Linked DNA regions of Triticum aestivum: region 2 is linked to region 1. The links are chromatin contacts, called in public Hi-C maps. All regions are on one chromosome and are shown on one strand. Each heading gives the region's core, a stretch centred on a gene start, on an enhancer-like site or on the middle of the called end of the contact. The rest is flanking DNA. Distances are from core to core; before and after follow the strand shown.

Region 1 (2,700 bases), core at 123-2,622:
TCTAGGGCATATTTCCAACACATACATATTCTTGCGGTTTAACATCAATATTGTCCGACAAATACCTTACATCCATCATATTCTATATTTTGGTAAGATTTAATTTGATTTGAGTATGGATAGCGAAAGACAAGCCAAAATTTGATTAGTTGAGATTCTGATAAGATTCGATTTGATTTGGGTATGGATATGGAAAGGCAAGAAAACTTATGATTTTGTTGAGATCTGATTTGATTTTATTGAGTTAATGTAGGACATGGTTTTTAGAAAAGTTATTCTATTTATGTTGCTTTAATTCTGTGTGCATTGGTTGAGACTAAAAAAGCAACAGAAAATCAAAGAGGCAGAGGAGGGTGTGAGGAGGAAAAACCTAAGGGAGGAGGTGAGGCGAAACTACCAACACCCTTTTAATAGTAGAGATTGTGTATTGATAAAGAAACATGTACGAAACTTATAGATATGATCTTTATACTGGTGGTCACACTTCAGGCTTAGTAGAATGATGGTCTTTCAAGGGTACATAGATAAGCAGACGCCCAAGGATGCATGGAGTGGTATCATCCTCGTCAGTGGGCACCATGAACACATCCAAATGATGTAGTCTTCAATGAGCCCCCCCCCCTCGGTGCTCCTTGCGCAAGTATAGCATTGCAACACCTCGATGATGAGGGGATCAACTAGAGCACCACGTCTCTTTTTAGGAATATGTGTTTTGCTTCTTCTTTACTTTAGATAGACAGGTCGAGCGGCAGCGAGTAGTCTGCATGACAAACGAGTGGGCCTCTAGCCTCTAATCTAGAAAGGTGTTAGGTGGGGAGAATATTATTTCATCTTTAAAGAACCGCCACCATCGTCTCGTCTATCTAAGCAGTACACAAACTTTAAAAATAAATCCCACTCATTGACAAGGGCCGAAATGTAGCACGCCTCCGTAGCCCTAAAAGGACACGAGACGAGGTGAGCAAACTACGGCACCGACCGGGAGGCACGAGTAACCCCAAGCGGCCAAGGGGTACGACCCCTACGTAAAATTATGGCGAGACAACTACAGTGATGCTGATATATTTTACTCGATATGGAAAGACAAACTTGGGATCCTGAGGCAATATTAAGTCGCAAGAAATGGTCGCTATCTACGGTCATAAACATTGTTCTCCAAGAAACAAACAACGAGAACAACGGTCCCACCCACGCGACCTGCAGCGGAAGAGAATGAGAAAGGAGTCAAAACTTGTTCGAAAAGTCAATGATTTTGCCCCCGCTCTTTCTTTCCGCCCGGTCCGGGTCGGCCCGCTCCGGTGTCCGGCCCATCGCAGTAGAAAAAACAGGCAGCGGCCGTCAAAACCCGCGTGTCGCTGTACCACCTCTTCGGCCCACCGGAAGCCAGATGCCGCCTCCTGGCTCGAGGTCGCGGGGTTAATAAAAAGACAGGAAAGGAGGGGAGGAGGAGGAGCATCCCGCACCGCATCGCACTAGGTCTCGAACATTCCTCTTTCTCTCCCTTGCTTGGGGAAGAAGAAGAAGAAGAAGAAGAAGAGAGGGCGAGCGCCCCCGCCTCCCGACGCCGTCGCCCCTCGCCGCCGATCTGATCTCAGGAGCCAGCGAAGATGCATTCCACCAATCTGCTCCTCGAGGAGCCCATCCGGATGGTCTCCATCCTCGAGCCATCCAAGCCGGTAAGCGTCCATCCCCGCCCCACGCTCTCTCCGTCGGATTTGATGATCTGCGTGGGGATCAAACCCTAATTGCGGCCGCTCGACTCTCCTGATCGGCGTTGGATCAAACCTTAATGATGTTTTATTTGTAAATCAGAACTTCTTCCCGGCGATGACGAAGATTGTGGGGACGCTGGGTCCGAAGTCCCGGTCCGTTGAGGCCATCTCCGCCTGTCTAAAGGCCGGCATGTCTGGTTCGTATAATCGTATCTTCTTCCGCGACAGCGGAGTGTCTTTCTCTCTTAATTAATTGTTTTTCTCTTTTCTAAATCTAACATTGATTTTCTGTGTTTTCTTTTCTTGCAGTGGCCCGTTTCGATTTCTCGTGGGGGGATGCCGCGTACCACCAGGAGACACTCGAGAACCTCAAGCTCGCCATCAAGGCCACCAAGAAGCTATGTGCTGTAAGTGCTGTCACAACCAACGCTGATTTGTGGCCATAAGTCGTGATGAAATCAACTTTGCATACACACACCCAAACATGCCACTCAGAGTGGATCTGATGTTAGCTAGGTGAAATATGTTCTGTGGAGCTTGACGATTGGGTATTTTTTTGGACAGGTTATGCTCGACACTGTTGGCCCTGAGTTGCAAGTGGTGAACAAGAGTGAAGTCACAATCTCGCTTGAAGAGAACGAGTCTGTTGTTCTCACCCCTCACCAGGGCCAGGAGGCCTCTTCCAAGTTGCTCCCTATCAACTTCGCTGGACTCGCCAAGGTAACCCTCTTCTATCATCTCGCCGAATCTTGAGCTGTCTGTATTTAATTGTATGCGACGGTAGCTGTAAGCAGATCCACAGTTGTTTGTCTGTTTTATAATGTTTGTCATTTGTTGTCGCATTAAGATGTCCACTTGTATCTCCGCATGGATAAAATCAGAGCTATCATTTGTTCTTTGCAGGCTGTGAAGCCCGGAGCCACAATATTCGTTGGGCAATATTTGTTCACGGGCAGTGAGACTACATCAGTTTGGCTGGAGGTAGAAA
Region 2 (2,700 bases), core at 170-2,669, 410 kb after region 1:
TTACAATGTATACCTGTACATGGCTCCTCCTGATAGCTTGTATCTGAATGAAACTTGAAAGACAACCATGGCTCGGGCCTGAACATGTGTCTAATGTATCTGGTCCTCACTCGCACAGGTGGTGGCTATGGTTGCTGCTCTGTGTGTGCAGTTTGCTGCACCGGGTCGTCGCCATGGACGATGTAATCTGTCAAACACATGGTCAGCATCGGTGTAGAGAACTCGCTGGGGATGATGAGGACGACGCCGTGATCCGGCTTGCTCATCACTTGCGTGGAGGTGTTGACAGAGAGGGCATCGAGCTCCTGCACCCGACCTTGGGGTCGACATCGGTGGTGGTCATCACGGAAGAAACGACCTTAGCATTAGAGACCGTTGCCTGCACTGGAGTGAGTTGCTCAGCTGCTTGGTTGATGCGGTCGACTGTGGGCTCGAGGTGGACAGCGGTGGTGGCGTCATGGACCTCGTCGACGATGTTGATGGTGTTTGACCTGGGTCGAGCACTCCGTCAAACAGGTGACGAGCACCATCGCGATGCACACCGGGGCTGAATCATGGGCGACCGTGTGGATCTCCTGGGCCTTGGTGGTGGAGCTGGGGACGTCGGGGACGGGCGCCGACGAGGCATGCGTCGTGGTTAAGGCCGCCGGATCGACAAGCGGGGTGACCAAGGGAGGGTCACCCACCCGTGCAATCCCCAACACTGAGCTCACCTCCTTCGCCTGAGCGCATAATCTCTCGAGATACCACAATAACTGCTCCTTGGCAGACATGACATCCCACTCTGGTGGTTTGACGGTGGGCATGGCGTCCTCGCCGGTGGAATTGAAGGGATTGGGAGTGGTAGAAAAATTAGGGGAAATTTGAGGGAGAAGGGTGATGGCCTGGCTCTGTATACCAGATGTAAGGTACCACTAGTCTCTCTCTTGATCTATTGCTCGCTTATAAGGGGATACAAGCTTCAATTCAAGGTACAGGTAACGGATACAAGAAGAAAAGGAGGAAGGGAGCGCGAGGTAGGAGAAGGGAGCCGCCTGGTGCCGTTGCCATGATCCACTGGATGTTTTGCTCCTTGCCTTGGATCTGGTACTTGTAGCTGCAGCGATGGGGTAGCGGGCAGGCCAGGTCCATGAGCGGCCCAGTGGGCAAGCCCATGTGCGTACATGCTAGGAGGGCTCCTAACATCAAGCCTCAGCGATCGTCCTTTCTCCTCTCTGTATAGTACGTATAGTTCACGGGAGAACTTTGGCCATATTCCAACTGAACTTGGGACAAAATTGGAGTAGCGTTTGGGAGTGTCAAAGTTGTTGAAGTAAACCACAAGTGGCAAGTGCGGACCACGCACAAATCGTGTTCGTGCCCGCTACGAAAGCTGAATCATACACAGCCCGGATAAGCATAAAACCTCCTCCGGTTGACACCTCCTGTTGCATCGCATTCGCATAGTCATCCAGGTTCCGGGCTCCAGCTCAGCCGCCACACCGCCGCATCTCCACCGCTTCCCCCCCTAAACCCCCGCCGCCGACCATGGCGTCCTCCTCCGCTAAACCCTACTGCTGCTCCTCCCTAAACCCCGCCCCCTCCACCCCCCTCGCCAGGCGCGCTGCCCTCTCCGTCCTCCCCGCCGCCAAGCCCCGCCGCTTCTCCCATGGCCTCGCCGCCGTCGCCGCGAACCCTAGGGCCTCCCGCTCCGCCGTACTCCGCCCCGTCCGTGCGTGCCTGGCGGCACCGCGGCGGCCGGAGTACGTACCGGACCGAATCGACGACCCCAACTACGTTCGCATCTTCGACACCACGCTCCGCGACGGGGAGCAATCCCCGGGGGCCACCATGACCAGCGCGGAGAAGCTCGTCGTCGCGCGCCAGCTCGCCCGCCTCGGCGTCGACATCATCGAGGCGGGCTTCCCGGCGTCCTCGCCGGATGACCTTGATGCCGTGCGATCCATCGCCATCGAGGTGGGGAACACACCCGTCGGCGAGGATGGCCATGTGCCCGTCATCTGCGGCCTCTCGCGGTGCAACAAGAGGGACATTGACGCCGCCTGGGAGGCCGTGCGCCACGCACGGAAGCCGCGCATCCACACCTTCATTGCTACCAGCGAGATCCACATGCAGCACAAGCTGCGGAAGACGCCCGACCAGGTGGTGGCCATCGCAAGGGAGATGGTTGCTTATGCGCGCGGTCTTGGATGCCCCGATGTCGAGTTCAGCCCCGAGGACGCCGGCAGGTACAATTCAAACTTTTCTCATTAAAAAAATATATAAATACAAATTTGGTTTCTCTGTAGGCCCAGTTTTCTAGTTATGGCTGTAAAATAGGTCCAGCATTTTTGTATCTAGAGAAATCTGTTTCCGAAATGCTATTTCACATGCTGTGTTGTCTCAAAATCAACTATACCTATCTATAATGTTGAATCAAAGAGGCCAAATTTTAGTGACGCAGAGTTGAGGTTGAAGCAAATTTTGTTCATGCTTACTACAAAGTACAAAGGTTACCATGGCTCTGAAAGGAGGAGTATATCTCGGAAAAAGATGACTAATGATGTGATAATCCTAAAAAAGGTTGTTAGCAAATTAGAAACAGGTGGTAGTTGGTGGCTACCCAAATTTTTTGGTCGTATTGAACTTAAGCTTGCACAACATGCGTATTTGAATTATTTTAGCTTGGCCAATTCTTGTTAAGCCATGCTGATCTACCTT

Evidence for each region. Hi-C and Micro-C count contacts between places; a contact is called where the count stands out from the background.
Region 2: a Hi-C map of leaf shows a contact between it and region 1, with 8 times the contacts expected there. The contact joins the promoter of LOC123103026 here to the promoter of LOC123103025 in region 1. A contact is called at or near these places in 3 of 5 Hi-C or Micro-C datasets (all in leaf).

The regions. Positions count from the first base shown.
Region 1 is chr5A:295,857,394-295,860,093 of IWGSC CS RefSeq v2.1, forward strand. LOC123103025 (pyruvate kinase 1, cytosolic) reads left to right here and starts at 1,373. Exons shown (of 16, transcript XM_044524511.1): 1 at 1,373-1,676; 2 at 1,813-1,909; 3 at 2,022-2,119; 4 at 2,277-2,432; 5 at 2,616-2,693. The coding sequence starts at 1,608.
Region 2 is chr5A:296,266,550-296,269,249 of IWGSC CS RefSeq v2.1, forward strand. It overlaps LOC123103026 (2-isopropylmalate synthase A), which reads left to right and starts at 1,420. Exons shown (of 12, transcript XM_044524512.1): 1 at 1,420-2,228. The coding sequence starts at 1,528.